Linked DNA regions of Muntiacus reevesi: region 1 is linked to region 2. The links are chromatin contacts, called in public Hi-C maps. All regions are on one chromosome and are shown on one strand. Each heading gives the region's core, a stretch centred on a gene start, on an enhancer-like site or on the middle of the called end of the contact. The rest is flanking DNA. Distances are from core to core; before and after follow the strand shown. Region 1 holds the start of PROSER1 (proline and serine rich 1). Region 2 holds the start of FOXO1 (forkhead box O1).

What was found. Hi-C and Micro-C count contacts between places; a contact is called where the count stands out from the background.
Region 1: a contact with region 2 is called in a Hi-C map of muscle, with 5 times the contacts expected there. The contact joins the promoter of PROSER1 here to the promoter of FOXO1 in region 2. A contact is called at or near these places in 2 of 3 Hi-C or Micro-C datasets (blood and muscle).

What each region holds. Positions count from the first base shown.
Region 1 is chr11:21,656,031-21,662,907 of mMunRee1.1, forward strand. It overlaps PROSER1 (proline and serine rich 1), which reads left to right and starts at 4,877. Exons shown (of 13, transcript XM_065902110.1): 1 at 4,877-5,740. The coding sequence starts at 5,696. NHLRC3 (NHL repeat containing 3) reads right to left here and starts at 4,549. Exons shown (of 7, transcript XM_065902086.1): 1 at 4,261-4,549; 2 at 3,701-3,859; 3 at 3,261-3,408; 4 at 607-807. The coding sequence starts at 4,344.
Region 2 is chr11:20,377,418-20,383,791 of mMunRee1.1, forward strand. FOXO1 (forkhead box O1) reads left to right here and starts at 4,805. Exons shown (of 3, transcript XM_065901954.1): 1 at 4,805-5,915. The coding sequence starts at 5,244.

The DNA.
Region 1 (6,877 bases), core at 3,627-6,126, 1.3 Mb after region 2:
GAGCTGATTATGCCTTCCTGGCTTTCTGTTTATGTAAATTTGTCTAATCTATATGCTTTAAATAAAAAAATTCCTTATCTGTTTCAAGCAATTAATCTGCTTCTTCAATGGCTGTCTCCACTTAAATTTTTCATAACTCAAATATCATTGTTTACGGTTCATGCCAACCTCTCCTTCAAACTGGTTCCCCCTCATAATATGTTATTTGGTATTACCTTGTCTCTGAGCTTACAAATTACGATTTCATAGGTGGCCATTTTTAATGCCCCTGTATCGTACTGAAGATGTCCCTCTCGCCCCCACCCCTCCAAAAAAGAGACATGCCCAAGTTTCAAATCTCCAAAAGCTGTGAATGTGACCTTATTGGAAACCGGACCTTTGCAGATACAGTTAAGGATCTTGAGGTGGAGATAACTGGATCTAGAGTGGACCCAGTGACTAGCGCCCTTATAAGAGAAAGGGGAGGTGGTGTGAAGACACAGGGACACACAGAGAAGGAAATGTGAAGACAGAGGCACTGACTGAAGTTCTGCTGAGCAGCAGACAAATTAGACCCAACTAACTGAGTGATACTCTTAGAACACCACACAAAACTAAGCCACGCACCTTGGGACAATTTGATCAACCTGTTATTCAACCCTCCATCTCCATCCACAATGTAAATATCTCCTGTGTCTTCTACATGTAATTCCGCAGGGTTATCAAACTGCAGGGGGTTCAAACCAGTGCCTTTTTTGCCTGGGGTCCCCAAAACTTGAACAAGATCACCAAAGGAATTGTATTTTTTAATAGTATGACCATAGAATCCTATAAAGACAAACATGCATATTTTACAAATATAACCACTGCACAAACATTTACATTTTTCAAGTAAGCTGAGAGCAAAAAATTTGACAAAATTAAGCAGCAATAAAAAGCTTAAACGCTAATAATTAAATATATTATATTTGACAAGCAACAAAGCTTCATTAGTTATAGCCAAATCTATTCACAAATTAGAATCTCATGTACTCAAAAATAATTAGATTCTAAATAAAATAAATACAACCAAAGAGAACTGACTCCTACAACAGAAGGCTCATGATGTAAAAGTATTGGTACATCACTTTCTTTTTTTATCTTATGACTTTCAATAAACATTATTTGGACAACAAAATCAAAACACATCTATACATATAACTGAATCACTTTGCTATACACCTGAAACTAACAGAACATTGTTAATCAACTAGACTCAGGTGTAAAATTTAAAAAGAAAAAGGAATCATAAGAAAATCAAGAAGAATTTGAACAACTTATGTTTGAAAACTGTTATTTCAGTTACTCATGGGCACATCTCCAGTTTCAGTAGCTCAATGAAAAAGTTCTTTATGATAGACACATATATCTATTTTCGTGTTAATTTTTAAAGGTTTTTTTTTAATTGAAGTAACATTGGCTTATAACAATACTGCCTTTTTTAAAGCCACATTTTCTCCAAGTGGAAACAAATACAAAATTTAACCCATTAACTTTTCTTTCCTAAATAAGGAATAAATCTTTCCATAGAGTTAAAATAATCTTACAAGCAAAGCATAAACTGGAATATTAATAAAGAAGGAAAAAACATAAAGCAGTTAACAGAAGCCAACCTGAAGGCATATCAAGACCAACTAACTGGTAAGGCATTCAAATGACAAACTGGAAACAATGGGAATCAGCTTGCATTACATCCTATCTCGACAATTTATTATTATACTTGTTTTGGAGACTTGAGCTCAACTTTGTAGCAATAATTAAGAGAGCAAAACAGTAAAGAAGACAAACTTCAAAGTCTCTAAGGAATTGGAAAAAAGATACCAGTAGATAGTGTTTCTTTAAAAATGGCTAACATGTAGCCATGTTTTAACAAAAGAGCATTTATACTTTGAAATATAGGAAGAAATAGAAAAACTGTCTTCAGATCTGTGCATGGAAAAACAAGCTATAATGGAAAGAATGAAAGCAAAACGTGTGTTCTTTTTATTTCTGGGAACCAGTGAAGTATTTTATAAAAAAGGATCACATGAATGGAAGGAAGTAAAAAGTAAAGGCCTCCTTTTAACTGTGAATCCCGAGAAGGAAAAAAAAAAAAAGCAAAAATAGTCAAACTTCAGTAAGGTCTAACAATGAGCTCAGAAGTAACCTAGATTTTCTGATTTAACCAAAATCTTACCATCCAAAATATAGCTTGAAATAAAGGACTCACGGACTGAGGCTCAGAAATCTGGGTACTGAGAACAGATATGGTTAGTGCACCTTTCACAAAACCTGAGACCTCTTTAATTCCAAAATGGTATCTGAATTAGCCCCAAGTGGGGAAACAGAATGACCTTCAAGCCATGAACTTATCTGGTACAAGACTAGAAATATTTTCTTTACGATCTCTTTCTTTCTTGAGATCCTGAAATAATAATACCAGGTTATCTCTTGAATCATCTTATCTTAAATCACAAGCACAGGCAAACAGCTCTCTCTGAACACTTATCTCACAGTTTTAACTTCAACTGTGCTTACTCTGGCAGCATGCGTCTGTCCTAGGTCACTTCTTCCTAGGTCACTTCGTGTCTGACTCTCTGCAACTCTTATCGACTGTAGCTCGCCAGGCTCCCTGGTCCCTGAGATTCTCCAGACAAGAATACTGGAGTGGGTTGCCATGTCCTCCCCCAGGGGATCTTCCCACCTTAGGGATCAAACCCAAGTCTCTTACGTCTCCTGCAATGACAGCTGGGTTCTTTACCACTAGCACCACCTGCACACTCTAATAAAATTATTTAATGGAAAGGTTTCAGACATGCTAAAGTCAGTAGGACTTCAGAAGCATTCACACCACCAGCAGTTTCCGCAAATTTTGCACTCTGGGCAAGAATGCAGTTCTGGTTTCTCAGCAAAATCTCTCAGACAAGTGGTAAAGGGAAACAACAGGCAAAGACCCCATTTATAAGCTTTTAGAGACTACCAATTTATTTGCCTTCACAGAAGTAGTCTAAGAAGAGCAACTGATATTTTAACAGGCAAAAGTCCTGTGACAAGTTAAAGGAAAGATCACAATAATGATAGCCTCCTTGTTAAATGTCTCAATTACACATAACTACAATATAAAAATTTAGAAAGGCAATTTCACAAATCACTGAAGAAATTACAAATAGATTCAGCCACTCTGATTTCAAAATGGACAAGCAAGAACATGGGCAAAGAGGAGGTTTCTAGCAAGATAATTTAAGAGAGATTACTACACATACCACTTCCTACATCCGTGATCCAGACGGATTTTTCCTGTGGTGTACTGGCTGCAAATATACCATGAGGTGTGTCAACTGTATAATTCCAGGCTCGTAGGAAATATCCATCCTCTGTGAACACTAATACCTTTGGGATGTTATCCCCTCTCTGAAGGTATACAAAAATAACTGCTTAGATATGATCAATTTTAAGGAAGCAATCATTATTTTCACAAGGAGAAACAGAAGTCAAAGGTTAACCAAGATATGATGTAATGTTTACAAAACCAAACAATATTAACCCCTATCAAGCTCAAAACCAAAACACTAACTTTAACTAAAAAAAACAAATTCCACAATTGGCGTAACATAAACGTACACAGATACTTGGTACAGTAACATAGGAAAGCTGTTTTCTTTGCGTTCATAACTTTAAAAACAAAAATCCCAGTTTTACTTACCTGGGCTACATAAACCAATCCGTTGAGGGAGTCAACTCCAACACAAAATGTTGCTCCAGTGAAGTATTCTGAATACTTCGGCCAATCCACATCCAGCCGGTAAAGAATCTCCTCAGCTCTCCAGGAAACTTTAAAAGCCAAGTGCAGATGTGGTGGGAGCTGGGGAGGAAGAGAAAATAAGGAAACTGACAGTGTACTTGCCTGGAGGCTCAGACTGTAAAGAATCTTGTCTGCAATGCCTGAGACCAAGGTTCTCTCCCTGTGTGGGGAAGATCCCCTAAAGGAGGACATGGCAACCCACTCCAGTATTCTTGCCTGGAGAATCCCAAGGACGGAGGAGCCCAGCTGGCTACAGTCCATGAGGTCGCAAAGAGTGAGACCCAACCGAACACACACACCACTTTACAAACTTTTCAACGCCAAGAGGCAACTCGTCGGCGGTTCGGCCTCAGGTGCAGTTTTGAGACCAGCCAGTGAGAGAACCAGCTCCATCTCCATCCCAAGACCACCTCCCAAGAGTGCTGCTACCCGAGAAGCCATTTCCTAACCATCCAGCTCACCCGAGAGGCACAGAACCGCGAATGCAAAACCAGAAGCGCTAGGAAGAAGCCAGCGCCGGCTATGCAGACCCAGAATCTCGTCATGACCGGACGGGAAGACTGGCGAGGCAGGACTGGCGGGCGGCTGGGGGCCGGAGGACAGTCTCAGGTCCTCGCAGTTCGTCGCGGCAGTGAGCTCTTAGCTCCAAAGCGCCTACCCCGGGTGCCCGAGGTTTCAGAACCAGAAACCACGGGACATCACAGCGAAACACAGTCCCCACTGGGATTCCGCATTCCCAGCGCGTTCCCTCCCCACCTCCACGTCACAAGCCCCGGGCTTACCACGTGACCGCCCTTCCGCCCATCCAAGCGGTGGACCTCTCCAGTCCAGCAAAATCGGGGTGCCCGTGGATATGCCTTAACCACTCGACGTACATTCTTTTAAATTTGGACTTACCAATCAAAAACGAGCACAATCAAACTCTAGAATTAAGGGCATGACCCTTCAAAAATAACTTCCAGGCTTTGGGTAAGGACTTCTACCGTATCCAATTCCGAGACCTACAGGCATCTGACAGGGACACCTACATTCCCACACCAGGACCCCTTCTTGGGCTCTCTGGAGAGAGGGGCCTAATCTGGCGGCGCAGAGTTGAGTTGACTCGGGCGCGACGGGCTCCATCGAAGGTCCCCCACGAGCCGGGGGAAGCCGTGGGGGTAACCAGGAAGCGCTCCCGGCGCTGTTGGCGCTGCGGTGTTCGGGAGCCCCCCTACCCGAGACCGTGACCCCCTTCGCCCGGCTCCCGTTGCTCGCCGGCCGCCGGCCCGCTCCCGGAAGCGGTGGCAGATGGTAACAAAGAGCCGGCCAGGCCGCCGCTGCCCGGGCTGCGGGACCCAGGAGTCCGGCGGTAGCTGCGGGGAGTGAGCGAGAGCCGGGCCATGAGGCCAGCTTCGCGGCGGTGAGGGGCAGCCGAGACGCTGGTGCGGGCCGAGAAGCCGGTGCCTCCCTCCTCGCCGGCCACAGGATTCGGGGCGCGGGTGCCTCTGCTTTTCGGGCCGCTGCACCCGGGAAGGCGGCTTCCCCGATCTTCCTCTGGCGGCTTCTGGCCTTGCTCTGCGGGGACAGACGCTCTGCCTCCGGCCACCGAACGCCGGGTTTTCTCTGCGGGACTCAGAGGACCCGGCTCTTCCCCAAGCGGTCCTGAAGCTTTGTGTAAAAAAGCCGGGGAAGCCTGACGGGTTTTGTTTTGTTTTTTAATAAAAAGTTTTTATAAGTCCCCATTTTTAGAAATTTTTGCAGACTTTGAAGTCCTCTACCTCTTGGCGCATCCTTCCTCCTGCTCCTTGAGTCTTTCTCCTTGGCTGGGAACATTTTTTACTCTCGGAGCGGACCGGGGATGAACGTTTTGTAATTGAAACTGTAACTGGTTAAAACCTCTTCGAGATAGTAGTCAAGATGGACAAAAAGTCCTTTGAAATGGTGCTGGATGAAATTAGAAAGGTAATTGCACTTAATTCCTTCAATCTTTGAGTTACGAATTCTCATGATCTCATGTTCTGTTTGGGGGACCCCGAGCAGATTGTGTAAAATACGAATTTGAGGATTGCAAAACTGGTTGGAATTTTAACGTCTAATGTAGGAGTTTATATCTTGATACATTTCACGATACAAAACGGAGATTTTTTGCTAACTCAACTGCTTGAGAATCAGACCGGTATTGCGGAGCTTATGTTCAGAGCCCTCGGTTCCCAAGCCCGCCCTACAAATCTTGAATCACTGTAATTTTGGATAAGTGATTTCGTATTTCTAAGCGATTTCCTCATCTTTCAGTAAGATTAAGAATGACTGAAAACTAGAAATATGTAAAAAGTTCCTTTAACGGTGGTTATGATGACAGGATTTTTAAGTTTGTAAGACTGTATTTGTTGCCTCGCGGGACAAAGTTAGTATCCTAATAAAAAGTGTGACATTAAGCTTAAAGGCAGATTCTTAGGAATGGCTTCAGTAACTTGCATTTCAAAGCTTTTTTTCTTCTGCTTGCCAGGTTTTTGCTTCGTTTTGAAACTATTGTAGGTAGCCTACATCCCAGTAGACAGCAAAAAATAAAAAAAAATTGGAATGTAACCTTGAGGCTTAACAGTATTTTAAGTGCAAAAAGTTAAGCCTTTACAAAATTAAACCTGAAAAGACTAACTATTCGTATGTTAATACAGGGTCCTTTGCTTAGAATTTCAGGGCTGTTTCCTTGCCATTTTCATATTTTCAAGACCCTTGATTGAAGTGGAAAGACTTGTTACCTTGTGCACTGGTGATTATTATTTATTTCAGCTTATGAAATTATTAATAAAATTGCCTGTTTTTCTTCATTCTGTATAAAGCAAAATTCTGTTTTCCTTCATCCTTTGTAAATTTTTTTTTCAAATTTGCTTGTTAGTTTACATTTGTAATGCTATTGAGTATTCTTTTTTTGAATCAAAATAAAATTTCTGCTTTTGCAAATCCAATTTGCCCAATGAAAATCTGCAATAAAATGTCAGCCTGTTCAGTACATACTTAGAATTTGCCACAGTTTGTTAATGAGCTGATGTTAAACTACTGTTTAACAACAATTTGCTCAGGGAGAGGAGTTGATTTCTT
Region 2 (6,374 bases), core at 3,555-6,054:
GGTCCACTTTATTTTAAATGACTATATATGATTCTACCTAACAGATATGCCATTCTTTAATCATTCTCTATTGTTGGTCATTTAGATTATCTACAAATACATTTTTAGTATTGTTGAAGGGACGCACAACTAGCCTCTCACTAACAAAGCAAAGGAACAGAGTTTATTGAAGAAGACAAACATCTTCACAAGAGAACTGAAAATACTGGGTCTCTGGCTTATGATTTGCCCAGTACTTGTCTCCAGTTACAGATTAGTGAGTGTCACTTGTGTTAGACAAAGGATCTGATGTAGCCTGTATTTTTTGATCATTCCAACTCCAAGGCCTGGTGCTCTGAGCTCATACTCCCAACACGTGTGGATAGGCATTTATTCAGTTTTTCTACCTCATCCTATTATTTTTCTTCAAAATGGTGACTATGCTAATGCTTCAATTCTTTTCTGCCTTAGCACTCCTTGTATCTATCAAATACTTTTTTTGTGTAATTCGTTCAAAAAATATTGTCAAGACGCATTGCTGATTCTTTAAAGAGTGACACAGTTTTAATTCTGACATCAAATATCATGTAAAGCAAAATAATATAAACTGTTTATGACCTGGGCTTCCCTGGTGGCTCAGTGGTAAAAAATCTGTCTGCAATACCAAAGACTCAAGTTCCAAGTTTGATCCCTGGGTCAGGAAGAGCCCCCAGAGGGGGAAATGGTAACCCACTCCAATATTCTTAGCCTGGGGAATTCCAGGGACAGAGGAGCTACAGTTCATGGGGTCGAAAAGAGTTAGACACGACTGAGCGACCGACTTTCCCTCACTCACTCTTTTATGACCTCGAGGAATCTGCCATCTAAACAGGGTACTCTGAGATGCATGGCACCTAGCCTGTACATAGTAGGTGCTCTATAAATATTTGTTGAATGAATAAGAAAATCCAAAGAGAGTTATTCCTCAAGAAAAATGAATGACTACTTCTGGTATTTGCTATAGGCCAGGTTTCAGGACATGGGTTTAAGAAGTCAAAGCTGTGTTGTTTCAGGTGATTATTTTCTACGGGCAAATGGAAGAAAGACTGTTTTTAGTTGAGAGCAGTGTATCCTAATGATTCAGACAAAATATTGAAAATGAGCAATTCTGGGGAAGAGAAGGTGGAGTATAAAGTTAAGTGTCATCCACTTAAGAAGAATAAGCATCCAAGCTTTTTACTCATTAAATTGGACTTAAATTACCTATTTTGACAAGAATTTAAACCAGAGATCAATGTGGTGGTGGTGAGGGGTAAATATAGAAATTTCTGCCTGGGAATTGATCAAAGGAAACCATCCCCTCAGTCTTCCTGTCAAGGATGATGTAATAATTACTCTGAAAAGAGGCAGAGGAAAGAATATCACTATGGTTTGTGAGATGGACTTTGTGAGCATAAACTTCCTTTTTCATCTTACTTGTCCTTACCTGACATGAAATGTTTTTCTTTCTGGTTTGGCCACACGCACCAATGACAATGATTCCCACTTACTTATTAAGAAGTGAGAATCGTTAGAAAAAGCCTTCAAAGCAAAGAGCTACCATAAAAAAAATACTGAAGGAGAAAATAAATAAACCTTTTTCTCTTAAGAACAACTAGTGCCAACCTAAATCCTTCTCCATCCTTCAAACGTTTACATGTTTTGACTGAAAAAAAAAAAAAAAAACTCACAAAACTCCTTTTGTAATCTTTTTATCTCTATCATCTTTTGTGTGTCTGCTTTTTAAAAATCTTTTAAATCAAAACTTCCAGCTCAGTAATTTCATCGAAGTAAAATTACTAAAATCTATGGGATCGACTGAGAAATACACCACAAAGTTTTATGGTGATTATTGATATCTTGGGATTGAGCTGTGTTCAGTTGCTTAGTTGTGTCCAACTCTTTGCGACCCCATGGCCTGTAGCCCACCAGGCTCCTCTGTTCGTAGGACTCTCCAGGCAGGAATGCTGTAGTGTGTGGCCATGCCCTCCTCCAGGGGATCTTCCCAACTCTAGGGATCCAACCCAGGTCTCCGGCATTGCAGGCGGATTCTCTACCGACTGAACCGCCAGGGAAGCCCGCATTGGTATTACGTGCTATTTATAATTTTCTATCTGTGTACTGAGGTTGTTGATGGGAAAGCAGGAAACTGAAGTTCTAACCCTGACAGCATCACTGTTACTTATGTGAACTTGGGCAAACCAGTTCACTTTGCTGTCTCAGTTCATCGTGTGGTGTCTCACCACTAGGATGATTTCCAGATTTTCCTCCAACTTTAACATCCTCTAGGTCTAGCTGAAAAGAAAGTTCATCTTGATACACCCACAATGGAGGGCAATTTGGCAGTGTCTCAGAATTACAAATGAACTTGACTGCTGACCCCAGTGATCTTTCTGGACATTCCTTCTGTGGAGGTACTTGCACATATGCAAAATCTCTTAGTTTTACGGGATTACAGAACAGTTTGTGATCCCTCAAGGGTAGAAACAAGCAAAATGTTCTCCAGCAAGGGTGAGTAAACTGATACATACAATGGTAGGGCAGGCAGCTATAAATAAATATTTTTAATTTTTTGTAACCATGTGGCAGGGACATTGGTGGGGTAGATACTCAGGAAAGACCAAAGAAAGCGAATTTGTCATTTAAAGAAACGATTGGGCAGGACAACTCAGAAGATTTCAAGGATCTGGGGAGAAAGTCTGTAAGAAAACTCCCTTAACCAAATACCTTCCTCCAGTTGAAGTCCTGAAAAACCGGAATTGAAATGAAGGCACGGCCAAATTTGCAGTTGACTTCCTTTGCCAAGCATGATCCACTTGGGCACCGCCTATCTGTAGGGTGCGGCCGTGTGAATGGGGGCTGCCTGTATAAAGCGTAGTCGGAAAGGTAGAGGGTAGCAGCGGTTGTACACTACCGCCTTCCTTTCGGCTCATCATCTGGGTTACTGAGGTCCCCTAGCGGCTGGCTGGGGAGGCCGGAACAGTCTCAACTTGATAGTAAACGCAGAGACCACAGGGGGCGGGTGGGAACCAACTACATTTTCAATCCATCAGGCTCACGACCCCCAGTCACCCCCAGTATCAGTGGGAAGCTGTTGTGATAATCGGATTATGAAGAAATCGGAGTTTGGACCAGTGAGAATGTCAACGAGGACCAAATTTTTCTCTAAGTCTTTTCAAACTTTTCTAAACGAGGCCTCCTTTGCTTTAGATGCCACTTATTCAATTGAAGAACTGTCATAAAGAGGTTTTTTTTTTTTTTTTGCCGGGGGTGGAGTGGTGGTAGTGCATTGGAAGCTGTCATTTTGGACAAAGCTATTTAAAACTCCACCGTCAGTCTTACATCTTCAGTGATGCCCTGTCTCTGAAAGGAAATGCCTTCCATATTCCTTCTAAAAAAAGCAAAACAAAACTTGACAAGTATTTCTTCTGCTCCTTGAGACACAAGGGCCATTGTCTTCGTTTGGTCCCCACTGATCTTGGCAGGACAGCCTGGACCTAGAGCCCAGATGGAGCGAGGTGGGGTGGGATGGGAGGGGGCGGTGATTGACACGCGGGACAAGCAGCCTAAAGCAACACCTGGGGGTGGGGCAGGGCTGCGCCCCAGCCTTTGGTTCTGTCCCCTGTTAGGTTTTCCCTTCTCAACGTCTCAGCACTTGCATTCTAAATAGCAAAGCAATGACAAGCAAACAAACGAACTCAGCGTAAGTAAGTAATAAAGTGACAAGGCTCTTCCTAAGTGCTCTCCTCTGACCCCGCCTTCCCTGTCGTCCGGGACTGACTCAGTGGACAGTCTGAGGTTCCCGCCCAGGGGAACAGGTTCCCACGGAGGGCACGGGGGTTGAGGCTGCCTTCGGGTCTGAGGGTGCGTGTGCATGAGCAACTATCTTCGGCCGGCGCCGAGCCCCCTTCCCTCATTTCTAGTCTTAGGTCAAGACTGGAGTGAACCCGGCTCGCGGCGGCTCGGCTGGCTAACGGCTCCCCCCCCTCCCCCCCAACTAGTCTACACCGACCGCCGAGGCTCAACTCGCGGGTGCGGATAGGTGGGTTCCCGGCTGAGTCTTCCGCGCCGACTCGGCAGTCAGAACCCCGGCACCGCGCGAGGGTGGGGACAAGCGTGTGTCCGGCCCGCGCCCGGGGCCGGAGACTCTACACATCGTAGGGAAAGGGGAAAAAAAAAAAAACCACCAACTAAACCAAACAAAAACAAAACCCACCGACTTGCCCACGTTTCTCTGCAGAGAAATCGTGGGCGGAGTCGAGAGGGGGCGAGTGAGCAGAACTCCGACGAGGCCGCCTCCGCCTGCCCACCCACCCACCCGGCGGCCCCCTGAGCGCCGAGCGTCCCCGGCCCCCGCCCGGCCCAGCTTCGGGCTCCCGAGCGCAGGTCGAGGCGAAGCGGGCGGCTCGTTCCACTCGGGCTTCCCGAGTACTCGACTGGGCTCCTCAGTAGTAAACAAAGTGTCGCCGCCGCCTCCACGTTGGTTTGCCTCCTAGCAATCAAAACACTGAGAGGGCGAGAGACTCACAGAAACACTCGAGAATTACCAGAAAATAATAACAGAGAGCCAAAAAAAAAAAAAAGAGAGCGAGCGAGCGAGGGAGAGTGTTCATGTGAAATAGAAAAACACCCCACTACCCCCCACCAACCCACTGCTGCCTCCCCGTGGAAAACTGAGCCCCGCCCAGGCCGGCGCCCATTGGCGGCCCGGGCGCTGCCGCCGCACTTTCATTGGTTGCGGGGGCCGTCCGTCAGGGGCGGGCCGGCGCGCGCGCCGCCGCCGCCGCCGGCGGGGGGCGGCGGCAGATCCCGTAAGTCGGGGCGGCCGCGTAGTCGCTGCAGCTGCCGCCGCCGCCGCCGCATTCAACAGGCAGCAGCGCCGCGGTCGCGCCCGCCCGGGGAGAGCGAGCGGCCCGCGGTGTCCGTCCGTTCGCCCTTCGTTCGGCGGGGAGCGCGACGCCAGCGCTGTCGGGGCCCCGACGACTCTGGCCTGCCGTCCAGTCAGTGCAGCGAACCCGGAGGCGCCTAGATGCGGACGGAGCCGTGAAGTTAAGTTCTGAGCTCGCGCTTCCACTCCGCCGCCGCCGCGCCTCCCTCCCGGTTTCCGTCCGCTCGCTGCACCGACCTCACCCCTTCCCGCAGATCTCGGACCGGCTCTCGGCGCCCTCTCTCCCCCCCCGCCCGGTGCTGCGCTTTTCTCACTTCTGGGCAAGTCCCGCGGCTGGGGGAAGGGTGGGGGGGTCACCATGGCCGAAGCGCCCCAGGTGGTGGAGATCGACCCGGACTTCGAGCCGCTGCCCCGGCCGCGCTCGTGCACCTGGCCGCTGCCCCGGCCGGAGTTTAGCCAGTCCAACTCGGCTACCTCCAGCCCGGCGCCGTCGGGCGGCGCGGCGGCGAACCCCGACGGCGCCGCGGGCCTGCCCTCGGCCTCGGCGGCCGCTGTCAACACCGACTTCATGAGCAACCTGAGCCTGCTGGAGGAGAGCGGGGACTTCCAGCAGGCGCCCGGCTCCGTAGCGGCGGCCGCGGCCGCGGCCGCGGCGGTGGCGGCGGCGGCCGCAGCGGCCGCAGCTGCCGCCACCGGGGGTCTGTGCGGCGACTTCCAGGGCCCAGAGGCGGGCTGCCTGCACCCGGCGCCGCCGCAGCCCCCGCCGCCCGGCCCGCTGTCGCAGCACCCGCCTGTGCCTCCCGCCGCCGCCGCGGCCGCCGCCGGCGGGCCGCTCGCGGGGCAGCCGCGCAAGAGCAGCTCATCCCGCCGCAACGCGTGGGGCAACCTGTCCTACGCCGACCTCATCACCAAGGCCATCGAGAGCTCGGCCGAGAAGCGACTCACGCTGTCGCAGATCTACGAGTGGATGGTCAAGAGCGTGCCCTACTTCAAGGATAAGGGCGACAGCAACAGCTCGGCGGGCTGGAAGGTGAGCGGCCTTTGGGCGCACGGCCGAAGCGGGAGGGGCGGGTGGGTGTCCGGGGGCGCCGGCCTCCGCCCGAGGTCGCGGAGGGGCTGAGGATCAGGAGGATGGGGGCGGGGGGGGGGGCGCTCGCCGGTGCAAGTGCGCTTGGCCTGAAAGTGCAAGGCACGCGGGCAGCGCGTGCAGAGTGATGGCGAGAGTGGCAGAGGTGGGTCGTGGGCTTGCCCGGGACCCGTCGGGGGTGGGGGGACAGGACTGAGTGTGTGCGCGCGCGCTCTAGTGAGAGTTGGAGCGGGACCGGGAAGGGGCTCGCTGGGACCAGAGGGGGTGAGGAAACGGACGCCAAGAAGTGGACCTCCAAGCGGCCAGAAAAGTTCGCCCGTGAAAGAGAGGGGTGGGGCGGGGGGTCCACTGGGAGCTGTTCCCCTTCGGCTCGCGCGGACTCTGGCCGCTGCTCATATTCCC